Linked DNA regions of Sus scrofa: all the other regions are linked to region 1. The links are chromatin contacts, called in public Hi-C and HiChIP or PLAC-seq maps. All regions are on one chromosome and are shown on one strand. The core of a region is the stretch at or near the end of the contact, and the rest is flanking DNA. Distances in the headings are between cores, read along the strand shown. Region 1 has its middle 32 kb from the start of TOP1. Region 2 has its middle 38 kb from the start of LPIN3. Region 3 has its middle 9.9 kb from the start of LPIN3.

Evidence for each region. Hi-C and Micro-C count contacts between places; a contact is called where the count stands out from the background. HiChIP or PLAC-seq counts read pairs in DNA pulled down with a chosen protein or histone mark.
Region 2: a contact with region 1 is called in an H3K27ac HiChIP or PLAC-seq map of alveolar macrophages. The contact joins two enhancer-like sites. A contact is called at or near these places in 1 of 5 promoter capture datasets (fetal liver) and 1 of 2 datasets of contacts at active chromatin or transcription factors (alveolar macrophages).
Region 3: a Hi-C map of liver shows a contact between it and region 1, with 6 times the contacts expected there. The contact joins two enhancer-like sites. A contact is called at or near these places in 2 of 5 promoter capture datasets (fetal liver and liver), 25 of 47 Hi-C or Micro-C datasets (adipose tissue, alveolar macrophages, blood and 14 more) and 2 of 2 datasets of contacts at active chromatin or transcription factors (alveolar macrophages and skeletal muscle).

What each region holds. Positions count from the first base shown.
Region 1 is chr17:43,676,303-43,680,786 of Sscrofa11.1, forward strand. No RefSeq gene overlaps it. Among named protein-coding and RNA genes, the nearest start is that of TOP1, 32 kb to the right of the region's middle. Within about 2 kb of position 2,344, at least 26 of the 83 cell types and tissues checked have an H3K27ac peak or open chromatin away from gene starts, as enhancers often do. A contact at or near this core is called in adipose tissue, alveolar macrophages, fetal liver and 4 more, where this site is marked.
Region 2 is chr17:43,953,461-43,958,282 of Sscrofa11.1, forward strand. It overlaps a transcript of ZHX3 not described here. Among named protein-coding and RNA genes, the nearest start is that of LPIN3, 38 kb to the right of the region's middle. Within about 2 kb of position 1,426, at least 3 of the 83 cell types and tissues checked have an H3K27ac peak or open chromatin away from gene starts, as enhancers often do. A contact at or near this core is called in alveolar macrophages, where this site is marked.
Region 3 is chr17:43,981,282-43,986,424 of Sscrofa11.1, forward strand. No RefSeq gene overlaps it. Among named protein-coding and RNA genes, the nearest start is that of LPIN3, 9.9 kb to the right of the region's middle. Within about 2 kb of position 2,245, at least 28 of the 83 cell types and tissues checked have an H3K27ac peak or open chromatin away from gene starts, as enhancers often do. A contact at or near this core is called in adipose tissue, alveolar macrophages, fetal liver and 4 more, where this site is marked.

The DNA.
Region 1 (4,484 bases), core at 1,094-3,593:
GGTGTAGGCTGGCTTCGATTCGACCCCTAGCCTGGGAACCTCCCTATGCCACAAGAGCAGTCTAAAAGGACAAAGAAAAAAAAAAAGAAAAAGAAAAGAAAAGAAAACTCAAGTACTATACTTATTGAAAAAAAAATCCACATGTAAGTGGGCCAGAGAAGTTTGAACACAAATTGTTCAAGGTCCACTGTATATAGAAGTATAGAAATAGGCAAAACTAATATATGCAGCTAGGAGGCAGGAGAGAGGTTAACCTGGGAGGGAGGGGCTGGAAGGGAGTGTGTGAGGGGTTCTGGGAGGCTGGCAATGGGTGTTGATTACCTGGATGTTCTTTGACCTGTGAAAATTCTTGTGCTCTGGGCACTTTTCTAAGTGTATGTTATGCTTCAATAAAAGGGGGGGTGTTTTTGATTATTTGTTTGTTTTCTTGGAGTTCCCATCATGGCTCAGCAGAAAAGAATCTGACTAGTATCCATGAGGATGCAGATTCTATCCCTGGCCTTCCTCAATGGGTTAAGGATCCAGCGTTGTCGTGAGCTGTGGTGTAGTTTGCAGATGCAGCTCAGATCTGGCTTTGCTCTGGCTGTGGTGTAGGCCAGTGAATACAGCTCCAATTTGAGCCCTAGCCTGGGCACCTCCATATGCCACAGGTGTGGTCCTAAAAAAACAAAAGAGAGGTTTTTTTTGTTTGTTTGTTTGTTTTTTTAAGTGACATCAGGTCATTATAGATGAATTTTAAACTAGGGGTACTCTTTGGAGAGATGGGGTTTCAGGATATGACCAGAGATAGAGCTCCTTCCAGGGCTGGAATGTGGGCTCAGCCGGGATAAGTTTCACTGTGGATAGAGGATCAAGACCCCACCGTGACTGGATCAGGATTCATCCTGAGGGCTCAGTCCCTCCAAGTCTTTGGCTTGACCACTGCCATTCCAGGGTCTGACCACTTGATGTCTCCACTCAACAAGTTGCTAAGTAGGGAGACTGGTGGATAGGGCTGTCCAGACCACGGTGGCCCCGAGCTGGACCTGGGTGGGGAATGACTAGGAGACATCAGAGGACGAATCCAAGTGGAGCAGAGCTGACCTGTCTGGGACTGGGGTCCAGGCCCCGTGGAACAGTGGGCAGTAGAGGGGACCATAGAGGTAAGGCCATCTCAGAGCCCCCAGCTTTGTAAACCACAATGGAAAAGACTATGAAAAAGGAATATATATGTATAACGGAGTCAGTTTGCTGCACAGCAGAAATTAACACAACATTATAAATCAACTACACTTCAATTAAATTTTCAAAAAAGTATATATTTGTAAGAATATATATATGTGTGTGTGTGTGCATATATATATATATATATATATATATGTATATAATTGCTTTGCTATACACCTGAAACTAAACTACATTGTAAATCAACTATACTTCAATAAAAAATTTTAGGAGTTTCCATTGTGGCTCAGCAGGTTAAGAATCTGACTAGTATCCATAAGGATACAGGTTCGATCTCTGGTCTCATTCAGTGGGTTAAGGATCCGGCATTGCCGCGAGCAGTGGTATAGGTCGAAGATGCGGCTCAGATCTGGCATCACTGTGGCTGTGGCGTGGGCCAGCAGCTACAGTTCCGTTTTGACCCCTAGCTCGGGAACTTCCATATGCCACAGATGAGGCCCTAAAAAGAAAAATGAAATTAAATTTTAAGAAAAAGCAAGCCCCCAGCTTTGTCCTCTGTCTCAGTCAGTATTATATCATCCATTCACTCATTCATTCAGTGTTTAATGATCTCCTACTCTGGACCAGGCACTGAGGATTCAAGGGCACATGGGCCATGGTCCCTGTCTTCACCGGGCTCACATCATCCCCACACCTCCTCTCTCCCTGCATCACTCCCTCTAAGCCCCGAAGAACTGCTAGTTTTAGAATCCAAACAGCTCCTCAGCCAGGACCCCCTTTTCCTGTTTGTGGTCTTTTTCCTACCAGGATGTATCTCCCAAAGCGCTGGGGCCTCATCTCTCTTCCAGCCCCTGGTGTCCTCGGAGTCTGTCCCAGAGTAGATGACCAATAAATACGTGTTGGATGGAAGTGGGATAGCAACGAGGTGGTCAGTCCTCCTGCAGCACCAAGCAGGACAGAGCAGGGAGGCCTCTTCTGAGTCTGGGGTGGCTGGCTCCCAGACCTTGCAATTCTTGAAGAAGCCTCTGATGAGGCTTTGTGTGGCGTGGGTGTGGGCGAGTGAGTAGGACCGAGAGCCGGAGGTTTCGGAGCCAGGAGCATTGTAGGGGAACAGAGAACAAGAACGGTGTTGTCAGTCCAGCTCACAGACCCTGGGGCAGTTCCACTTCCCCTTTTTCAAAAGCAAACACAGTGGAGGAAGGAAGGGGCTGGCTTCCACACCATCCTTTGATAGGCCCAGGGACCTGACTTACAGGAAGAGGAAATATGAGCCAGCAGAGACTAAGCGGGAACCAGGTGGGGGTCTCTGGCTTGCCTCCACCTCCAGGCAGTCCCCCCCGTCACCTCCACCCAGCCTTGGCAGAAGATGAAAGGTAGATAGACCAGTCAGGGCCTGCTCGGATTCTGAGAAAATGATAGGGCATAACTTGGGGGAAACTGGCTGGAGGGAAAGGGATAAAGACCAAGAGCTGCAAGGAGTTCCTGTTGTGGCTCAGTGGTTAACGAATCCGACTAAGACTCACGAGGTTGCGGGTTCGATCCCTGGCCTTGCTCAGTGGGTTAAGGATCCGGCATTGCTGCAAGCTGTGGTGTAGGTGGCAGACGTGGCTCGGATCCTGCATTGCTGTGGCTGTGGCATAGACCAGAGGCTACAGCTCCGATTAGAGCCCTAGTCTGGGAACCTCCATATGCCACGGGTGTGTCCCTAGAAAAAGACAAAAAAAAAAAAAAAAAAAAAAAAGAAGACCCAGAGCTGCAAGCAGATACTTTCTGGAGGAGGGAAGAGGATACAGGAGCCTGAGACACAGACATGGATGGCCACATGTATGTGGGTGGTTGCCACGGACCTTCAGAGGACCAGTTTTGGCCCATTTCCTGTGGCACTAGAGATGGGGGTGCTAGGATGGGATCTTCAACACCAGGGCCTGCTGCCCCGGGCATATCCAAACAACACCTCCACAGAAGCTCTTCCATCAGAGTCTAGAGTAGATCAGCAACTGCAGTGAAGGAAGTTTCTGCAATGAAGGAAATCTTCCACAGCTAGGTTCCCCAATATGGTAGCCACTAGCCACATGGGCCAATAGCTCCCATATCGGACAGCACAGCCTTAGGCTCACGGCCAAGGTGAACAAAGCCACAGCTCACTATGTCTCTTTTCCCCCTCCCTCTCCTTCTGTTTTCTTACATCCTACACAGCTTCTTATGTCTCAGGATATCAGTCAATAACCAGGCGGTAATGGGTATGAATTTCACAGGCCATATGTTCATGTAGAACAAATAAATAAAATAACAGACTTTTCTATCGTTGATATCATGTCTGTCTCAAGTGTTCATCCTGTGGCAGAGATTTAGGTTAAATGCAGTCAAGCGAAGCTTTCCTCTTTCTTTTCTTTCCAAGTACATCGGGACTAGTCAGAATATGTAGTTGGCACCCATGCATGGGGGAGGGTGACAATGGGGGCCTGAGGGGTCACTATCCAGGCTGGCATCCAGCTATCTGTCTATATTATATTCATTTAATCTCCACGCTTCCTCTCTGGGTTCCACTCTTCCTACCACTCCTGCAGGGGCAAAGAGGCAGGTGTAGAATCTCTTCTCAAAAACTCATCCCCGCATCAAACCCACTGTCCCCTTCACCACATGCATGTGTACTTCTCATCCCTTGTTAACATTTATCAAACGCTTCCTATGAACCAGGCTTATTCTAATAACTTTAAAAGCATTAGCTCAGGGAGTTCCCTTCATGGCTCAGTGGTTAATGAACCCAACAAGGATCTACGAGGATGAAGGTTCAATCCCTGGCCTCGCTCAGTGGGTTAAGGATCCAGTGTTTCCATGAGCTGTGATGTAGGTCGCAGACACGGCTTGGATCCCACTTTGCTGTGGCTGTGGTGTAGGCTGGCTGCTGCAGCTCTGATTTGACCCCTGGCCTGCGAACTTCCATATGCCATGGGTGCAGCCCTGAAAAAAAAAAAAAAATTAGCCCATTTAGTCTCCTCAATAACTCCCTGAGGTAAATACCATTAATGAGAAACTGAGGCACAGAGTAGTGTGAAAAAGCTCACACAGAAAGTGAGCTAGGACTTCGAAAACCAATATTATATGTGCATCACCCAGCAATCTTATGTCTAAGAATCTATCCCAAAAATATGCTGCCAAAAGCCTGAGAGTAATAATGCACAAGACCTTTGTTATCATACTCTTGTAATAGCAAATAGCTAGAAATTGCCCAAACATCCATCAACAAGGGATCAAGTGAATAAATCATGGTACACTTACAAAATGGAGTACTATGCAGCTGTGAAAACGAATGCTATCTC
Region 2 (4,822 bases), core at 176-2,675, 280 kb after region 1:
TCCTCAGTACCGACAGTGCTACAAGGAATTAAGAAATACAGCACATGATAGAGCCACCCAAGTTTTAGCTGAAGGTCCTAAAGCAGCCACTTCTAGCAGGGCTGACAATATTGTTTTCCCATAGCAGTGGTGTCTGGGCTTGACAAACCAGGCAGTAAGTATAGTTTAATATTCTAAACACTCAATTTAAACTCAAGCCCTCCTTACAACAGGGTCAGACAAGGAGTCATACAAGCATGGCAACCTCTAAGTTCCCTCCCCAGCAGCTAATCTCTTTTTGGATTCCTCTTCCTTGTCATGGAAAGGAACAGAATTTTCTTCATGAAAATAGGGAGAATGGGGTGGTGGGGCTGCTGGTATCATGGCATTAAGCATCTGGTCATGTACGCAGCCCCTCCAGGATAATAACTGCTCGTATCTCTGGCTTGTCACAGAGTAAAAGGTTTTTTAATCCAGTATCTTCAGAGACAGAGCTGTGTCACATAAGGTAATTTTACTCATAATCAAAGCACTAAAACATGCAAGCTTATAAATTAAATTGTATTATTTCCTTCTCCACCTTTCTGAGCTAACCAAACTATAATTTGACCTATTCCTGATGACCAGAACAGTAATTGTGATTAATGTATTCAGAGACCACTGGGGCAAACAAGTCTGTTTCCTCATGAATGTCCCCATATCACTGTACTTTGAATTATTCTGTAGAGCATTTTTGTCTCTGTCATCACCAGCAATCTCTCCTTGCTTTCATCAGGGTGTTTGCCTCTAATGGAGGGTCTTTTAATTCAGAGCTTCTGAAGTCAGACTCAGAAGGCAAGCTCTCAAGAGTCACCAGCCTCACTTCAGACCCAGGTAGTCAGCCTCCAGACCCTATGTTCTTATCCACTATAGCCGCATTCCCAAACCTCCCTAATTCTAAAGAATTTGGGGGGGGGTGTTAAAATACACATTCTCAGTCCCCTCTCCTAGAAATTCTAATTAGATTCAGTGGACTGGGGTGGAGCCCTGGAATCTATATTCTTACCACAGACCCTCAGAAGATTTCCCATACTACATGTCATCCATGCTGCCCTCTTGGAATTGGGATTCCTTCAGAAGCATAGTGAACCTGGCCCAAAGCCAATTTCTTCCAAAGAGACGTTGCAAGCAAAAAAGCTTCCAGAGCACTGCTCTTCCACTGCCCTCGGGCAAAAATACTCTGACCTTCGGAGATTCCTGTAGGTTGGCCATCACACCTCCTTTCACTGCTGGTACATCATTCACCAAAGACTTGGCACACCTTCCTTCTCTCCACCCCAAATGTCCTGCCATCCTTTTGATGGCTTGGATAACCACATGGATGACCCAGACAACGCTCCAGTCTGCTCCTGACCTCCTTGACTTCACTCATCTTCACGAGTTTGCTTCACTTCAGCCACATACGTCTGTGGAGCCTGTCATGTCCAGTAATTAACTGCCCCAGATCTGAAATCTTTCACTCACATGTACCTCCCTAACCACATCCTCCAGTTCCCACTGTGGCATAAAGGGATCGATGGTGTCTTGGAAACACTGGGACACAGGTTTGATCCCCAGCCTGCACAGTGGATTAAGGATCTGGCATTTCCACAGCTGCAGCTTAGGTCACAAATGCGGCTCGGATCCCATCCCTGGCCCACAAACTCCATATGCTGTAGGGTAGCCAAAAAAGGAAAAAAAAAAAAAAAAAACCCTAACCACATCCTCCTACCACTCCATCGCTCCAGCACACCATTGCTTGATTTCATCAACACCTCTGGTCCCCTTCTCCTCCAAGTCCAGCAGAGACCCCCTTAACCACTCACGTTAATCACTCCCTGGCCAATACCATCAGTTCCTCTGCTCCGCTGTCCTCCTGCTGCTCACCCTCAGCACACCGCGACCCTGGCTCAGCCTAACCACATGCCTTCTTAGCACCTAAAGCCAGAGAGCTGAAGGCTCCTGGCGTGCTGTTCAATCCCTGGTCTCCCACCTCAACAGAGCCCTGCAGACTGCCAAGAGGTCACAGTCACTGCCCCAAATTCACCCTTCCTCTTCCTGACCACACTGCATGTGAAATCTTATTTTCTCTCTGACCTCTTCCCACTTACTCTTAGCAGACAACCTCACCCTCTATTTCACAGAAATGATGGAAGTGACCAGACTAGTACTTGCTCATAAACTATCCCAAAAGAAAATCCAACTGTGCCCAGATATTCCACCGTGAAGGCTGCCAAGCCCGTCCGTGCCCGCACTGGGCCTGGCGTTTGCTTGGTTATTTGAGGATCGCTCCGTGATGATAATCATTACTGAAGTAAGCAGTAATGGTGGTGAGTACCTTTGCGGTAAACAGGCAAAAAACAAACAAACAAACAAACAAAAAAACCCTCACCTCTCAAAAGATCACTCTACCCTAAGAATCTTCTTAAGATTGGGAGTAGTTTAAAATGAAGAGGAAAACAAAGCTATCTTACCTATAAGCATTTAACAAGTTTAAAAACAAACATAAAGTTGCCATTTATCAATAGAATGATTATAAATCCCAAGCCAAAGAGTTAATTCTCTGATAATTTTTATAAACTCAAAACCAGAGTCAGTGAAACAATAATATTAGTTACGGTCTATCATTCACTCTTTTTTCCCCCTTTTTCCCTTTTTATGGCCACACCAGCAGAATATGGAGGTTCCGAGGCTAGGGGTCAAATCAGAGCTGCAGCTGCCACCCCAGCCACAACCAGGGTAAAACCAGATCCAATCTGCATCTGTGACCTATGCTGCAGCTTGTGGCAATGCTGGATCCTTAACCTACTGAGCAAGGCCAGAGATCAAACCCCATCCTCACAGAGACAGCATTGGGCCCTTAACCCACTGAGCCACAGAGTATCTTCTACTCTTAACAACAAACTAAGCTCTAGTTTGTTGATGGAACTAAAGGGCTTTTCCTAACTTTTTTTTTTTCTCCTTATAACATTGATAGCTAACAGTCACTGTTTTTTGTATACAATTATGCTACTCACAATGACCCTCTGAGATAAGAATTATTATTTTTCTCCATTTACGGGGGGAAAAAACAGATTTAGACATGTTAAAGAATTTGCCCAAGGGCTTGCAGCCAGAAAGTGGCAGAGGTAAAATTAAAACACAGAGCCCAAAAGCACACTAATCTATGTGCTTTGGTATAGTGGTTATTAACAGAAACTTCACAGGAAATGCACCAGCCTAATCCAAGCACTGTTTTTTATACTCCAGCATATGCTCAGAAGCATAAACATGAGGAACTATCCAATATTAACATTATAGCATATTCCACATTCATTCAGCTATTCCTACATTCGTATGAGAAGGCAGTAATGAGTAAAAGGGAATATTCTACAGTCAGATCATATAAATCCAAATTCTAGCTCTACCATTTTCTTAGATACGTAAGTTTAAAAATTACTTCTTGAGGGAGTTCCCATCATGGCTCAGTGGTTAACGAATCCGACTAGGAACCATGAGGTTGCAGATTTGATCCCTGGCCTCACTCAGTGGATTAAGGAACCGGCGTTGCCGTGAGCTGTGGTGTAGGTTGCAGATGCAGCTCGGATCCCATGTTGCTATGGCTGTGCTATAGGCCAGCGGCTACAGCTCCGATTAGACCCCTAGCCTGAGAACCTCCATATGCCGCAGGTGCAGCCCTAGAAAAGACCAAAAAAAAAAAAAAAAATTACTTCTTGAAGCTCAATTGTCTCAAAATAACAAAGACAAATGATAATGTATTAACCATCACCCCTTAATAGGTTCTCCAAGAGATTTAAAGTGTAAACACACATAGCCATGGACCTGGCACATAGGCTCAAAAGAGGTTAATTATAATAATTATTATTATCCAAAAAGTACTGGGGACCTGCACCTAGTGGAGTCTAGGCAGAGCACTGGGCCAGGACTGGACCATAAACAGGCCAAGGCTGTCTTCTTGATCTTGCAGTCTACTAGGAAAGAAGACGATAGTTCCCCAGTAGACTGTATGATGAAAACCAAGATGTTAATGAAATACCTTGAATTTTGGTGAAGTGCTAAGCAGGAAATGTACATGTACTGAGTGGGGTACAATGGGAAGCTACCACAAAGGGGTGATCAGGGAAGGGACCCCTCTGAGGAGGGACATTTTAGCTGAGACCAGATGTTGGAGAAGGACCTTCTACTGGAAGAGTTGGGAGAAGAGTGTCAGGCAGAGGGAAGGGCTGTACTGAAGAGGAGAAGAACTTGGCTTTGTAAGGAACCAACCGTGCTCCCACCTGGCAGGAGCAAGGTGAGTGGGGAGCAGAGGACAGGAAGGAGGCAGAAGCCAGCACCTGAGTAACTGTGGATGTGGGTCCGAGGCAGTGGGAAGCTGCAAAGTGCGCAGGGGTGGGTGGGTGATGTGGTCTGGTAGGCACACTGGCTGCTGTGGGGAGAAAGGGTTAAAGAAGGTAGCGGTGGGGAGTTCCCGTCGTGGCGCAGTGGTTAACGAATCCGACTAGGAACCATGAGGTTGCGGGTTCAGTCCCTGCCCTTGCTCAGTGGGTTAACGATCCGGCGTTGCCGTGAGCTGTGGTGTAGGTCGCAGACGCGGCTCGGATCCCGCGTTGCTGTGGCTCTGGTGTAGGCCGGAGGCTATCGCTCCGATTCGACCCCTAGCCTGGGAATCTCCATATGCCGCAGGAGCGGCCCAAGAAATAGCAAAAAGACAAAAAAAAAAAAAAAAAAAAAAAAAAAGAAGAAGGTAGCGGTGGACGCTAGGAGACCAGGTAAGAGGCAGGGACAGTCATCCAGCTGAGAGAGGATGGTGGCTGGATTAGAAGGA
Region 3 (5,143 bases), core at 995-3,494, 300 kb after region 1:
ATAAAATAATAACATTTTATTCACTTACTTGAGTATACATTATTAATTGGTTTCTTTTTCTTCATATGTGACAATAATTCCCACTTCACTAGGTTGAGTCAAGATTAAGTATGAGCATCCACTCACTAACACATGAAACTACTTCTTATGGGTCTTGTTCTAAGTGCCAGGTGCCAAGTGTGGCTCTGGGGTGTAGTGATGAAGACATAGCATTCCTCAAATGGTATATATAAAGTGTCACATAAAAGAGTAAAATGAAAAAGCACATGACATTAGGAGAGACTAAGTAAGGGAAATTTAATCTAGCCAGAAGGTGTATAAGTTAGCTATTGCTGTGTAACAAACGACTACCAACCTAGGGCTTTAAACAACACACACTGATTATCTCAGTTTCTGTGAATCAGGTGTCTGAGCGTGGCTTAGTTTGGGTCTTTGCCTTAGGGACCCACGAGGCTGTAATCAAGGTGACAGCTGGACTGCATTCTCATCTGGAGGCTCAAGTCGGGAGGAATCACTCCCAAGCCCCCCTCAGGCTGTTAGCAGGATTCATTTCCTTGTGGCTGTGGGACTGAGGACCCCGGCTTCTTGCTGATTATTAGCTTCTAGAAGCCACCCAGAGCTCCTTGCCATGTTTGCTTCCTCAACATGGCTGTTGACTTTATCAAGTCAGCAGGGAGAGTCTCCAGAGCTAGTCTTCTAGCAAGAGCAAGACTTTTTTTTTTTTTTGCTTTTTAGGGCTGCACCTGTGGCATATAGAAGTCAACCCAGACTAGGGGTTGAATCAGAGCTACAGCTGTTGGCCTACACCACAGCCACAGCAAGGATCCAATCTGAGCTGTATCTTCAACCTACACCACAGCTCATGGCAATGCCGGATCCTTAACCCACTGAGCGAGGCCAGGGATCAAACCTGCATCCTCATGGATACTAGTCGGGGTCATTAATACTGAGCCACAACGGGAATTTCCTAGCAAGACTTTGGTATGATGCAACGTACCACGGGAGGTGACATCCCATCACCTTTGCCATATTCTATTGGTTAAAAGCACGTCACACATCCCACTCACACAAAGGCATGAAAACTAGGAGGCAGGGATACAAGGGGTTACCTTAGAGTCTGTCTGCCACTAAAGGTTTCCCCGAGGAAGGAACAATGGAGCTGGAATCCAACAAAGGAACTAACCATATGGATGGGGGAGGAAGCACTGACCAGGTTGAGAGAACAAGCGGGCAGGACGCGCATACAGCATTTACAAAGGATCAAGCATGGTGACTAGCAATACTGTATCACTCTTCTGCTCAACAACCATCAGTGGCTCCTCAAGACCCACAACTTTGCCCTATATTCGAAGCCAGATAGGCCATGTCCTTGCACTCACTGTCTCTCTCCAGTGTCCTCTCCAGTGGTGGCTTCACTCATCACTTCCACCCACGTAGACTGCCCCTGGCCCTCCTGTATATACTCCATCTATAGATAAGTCAAGGCCCAGCATCAAATGATCTCTAAACAATATTTTTGAACATCTATGATCATTCTATTTATGATATATACTCCATCTATAGATAAGTCAAGGCCCAGCATCAAATGATCTCTAAACAGTATTTTTGAACATCTATTATCATTCTATTTGTGAACAACATTTAAATATTTTGAACATCCATGCTAGAGCTTCCTGGAATTGCAAAGCCTGAGATATGATTTCTGGATGCTAGGTAGAGGGGGTAGGGCTGGAATGAAGATCTAAATAAAAAGAGGAAGAACAGGAGGTCCCCTGCTCAAGGTTCAGCCCATGGGACAGTTGGTAAGTCTTGCAGGGATCTTAGAACACAGAGAAAGCTCGATTTCATAGAGTGGTTCATGATCTGTCAGTATTCTTAGGCTAGAAACTGCAAATAGATTCCAAAGGGGCTCAGTCAAACTGACGTTTTTCTGGGAAGGACAGTTGGAGCCAGAAGCTGCCTGGCCGCAGCCCACACTGCTAGATAACCTGGCCAGGCCAAGTCAGTCCTTGTCTGGCACCAACAGCTTGGTTGGCAGAAGTAGGGGACAGCACCGGAAGTTCTCCTGCCCTTCAGCCTAGGGATCCCTGACCACGTTCAGAGCCTGTCCCTTAAAGGCTGGAAGAGGCCCCAGCAGCACTGCAGCCTTAGCCACATCACCAGGGGAAAAGAACAAGGAAGAGAAAAGCGACCCACGTCAGTGGCCCAAGGCCTGTTCCTCCAGCCGACAGCTGGGAGGGGGGAGCTGGGCTGGGGGCGGGGCCGGCGGTGGAGGGCGGGACCACCGGGGGCCGGGCCGGTAGTGGTGGGCGGGGTCGGAGGGGCTGTTTCGCCAGCCCCACCTCCTAGGCTAGAAAGGAGCTGGCCTTGGAAGCTGCAAGCCGGGCCTTGGAACCACCACCTGCCCAAAGCTCTGATTGGGGGTTGAGTCTCTGCAGCTGCCTTGGAGGGCAGAGGCAGCCTGGATCTAGGGGCAAAAGAAGGCCTGACACCCCCGGGTTTCTTCTCCGCCCTGCCCACCACAATCTTCCTTAGTACCTGCTCTACACGGAAGCCAGAGGCTTTTTCTCATGGCCCACTAAAGCTTCTAACTTTGCTTTGAGGGCAGAATACCCTCCCCCCTCCACACACACAATCTGATTCCTCCCCTGCTCCCTACTCACCTTGTCTCATCTTCCATCATCAAGACAGAACCACCCCCAGGTAGCTCCGCATGGCCTTTCTACAAACTAGTCCTTACACTTGGAACACTGTTCCCACCCTTCTTCATCTAATTCCAACCTATTTTTCAGGCTTAGATAGAGATCTACTCTGGAAAGCATTCCTTGACCCTCCCATCCTGCTGTGGGCTTGTGGGCTCGGCCCCCCCAGTCCAGTCATCTTACATCACAATTGCCTGACTGCCTGTCTGTTCTTCTCCTTCCTCCCTCTTCTTCCTCCCCTTCCCCCTCCCCCCACCTAGACTACGGGGTTGCTGCAGTATCTCCAGAGCCTGGCCCAGGCATGGTACTCAGAATGATCACAGGCGTCCTGTCCGGTGGTCCTCTACCATTTCCTATACCTCTACCTGGACGGCAGGCTTCTGCAGTTAGTTCATCTCTTAGAGCAGCAGGTCACAAACTAGAGCAAGCATCAGAGACACTTCAGTGCCACAAAAGGGAGCTTATTAAAATACAGACTGCTGGGCTCCATCTCCAGAGTTTCTGATTCAGTAGGTCTAGAGCGGGGCCTGAAAATATGCATTTCTAAAAAGTTCCCAGGTGATGTTGCAGCTGCTGGCCCAGGGACCACACTTGAAGAATCATGACTTATAACCCGTGGACTAAGAGAAAATACTTGCAAATGATGCAGAGCTTGATTTCCAAAATATACAAAGAGCACATATAACTCAACAACAAAAAACCAAACAACTCAATCAAAAAACAGGCAGAAGGTCTAAACAGACACATCTCTAAAGATGATATACAGATGGCCAACAGGCACATGAAAAGATATTCAACACCACTAATTATTAGAGAAATGCAAACCAGAACTACAATGATTTACCACCTCACACCGGTTAGAATGGCCATCATCAAAAAGACTACAAATAACAAATGCTGGAGAAGGTGTGGTGAAAAGGGAACCCTCCTACACTGTTGGTAGCAATGTAAATTGGTACAGCCACTCTGGAAAATAGTATAGACATTGCTCAAAAAACTAAAAATAGGGAGTTTCCTTGTGGCACAGTAGATTAAGGATCCAGCATTATCTCTGCAGGGGCTCAGGTCACAGCTACAGCACAGATTCAATCCCTGGCCAGGGATCTTCCACATGCCACAGGTGTGGACCAAAAATCCCCCAAAACTAAAAACAGAATTACTATATTATCCAGCAATCCCACTCCTGGACATATATCCAGAAAAAATGAAAACTCCAGTTCTTTTTTTTTTTTTTTTTTGTCTTTTGTCTTTTCTAGGGCTGCCCCCATGGCATATGGAGGTTCCCAGGCTAGGGGTCAAATTGGAGCTGCTGCTGCCAGCCTACACAAGAGCCACAGCAATGCCAGATCTGAGTCATGTCTGCGACCTACATCACAGCTCATGGTATCACCGGATCCTTAACCCACTGAGCAAGGCCAGGGATCGAACCCTCAACCTCATGTATGCATTGGACTCGTTTCCGCTGCGCCACGACAGAAACTCTGAAAACTCCAATTTGAAAAGATATGTGCACCCCAAGGTTCACTGCAGCAACATTTTCAATAGCCAAGACACGGAAGCAACCTAAGTCTCCACCAACAGATGAATGGATAAAGAAGATGAAATACACAAATACAATGAATACTACTCAACCATGAGAAAGAATGAAATATTTCAATTTGCAGCAACATGGATGGACCTAGAGATTATCATCCCAAGTAAAGTAAGTTACATAGACAAAGATATATTATATATCGCTTATATATGGAATCTAAAAAACAACACAAATGAACTTATTTACAAAACAGAAACAGATTCACAGACACAGAAAACTCAAGGTTAACATAACCAAACTATGGTTACCAAAGGGGAAAGGGGGGGAGAAGGATAAATTAGGAGTATAGGATTAACAGATACACACTACTATGTATAAAACAAACAAAAAGGATTTACTGTATAGCACAGGGATATTATATTCAATATCTTGTAATTCCCTATAATGGAAAAGAATCTGAAAAAAGATATATAACAGAATTGCTTTGTTGTACACCTGAAACCAACACAATATTGTAAATCAACTACACTTTAATTAAAAAAAAAGACTCACAGGCAGTTCCCATGGTGGCTCAGCTGTAATGAGTATCCATGAGGACATGGGTTCAATTCTTGGCCACACTAGGTGGGTTAAGGATCCGGCATTGCAGTGAGCTGTCGTGTAGGTCACAGACATGGCTCAGATCCCATGTTGCTGTGGCTGAGGTGTAGGCTGGCAGTTGCAGCTTCGATTAGACCCCTAGCCTGGGAACTTCCATATGCTGTGGCTGCGGCCCTAGAAAGACAATAAATAAATAAAATAAAAATGAAAATTAAAAAATCGTATCTTAGAGCATCAGCTTCTTCATTGGCAAAATAGGATAACTACTGTCCCTACTGTGCTAGGTTTTGTGATAATCTAATGAGAC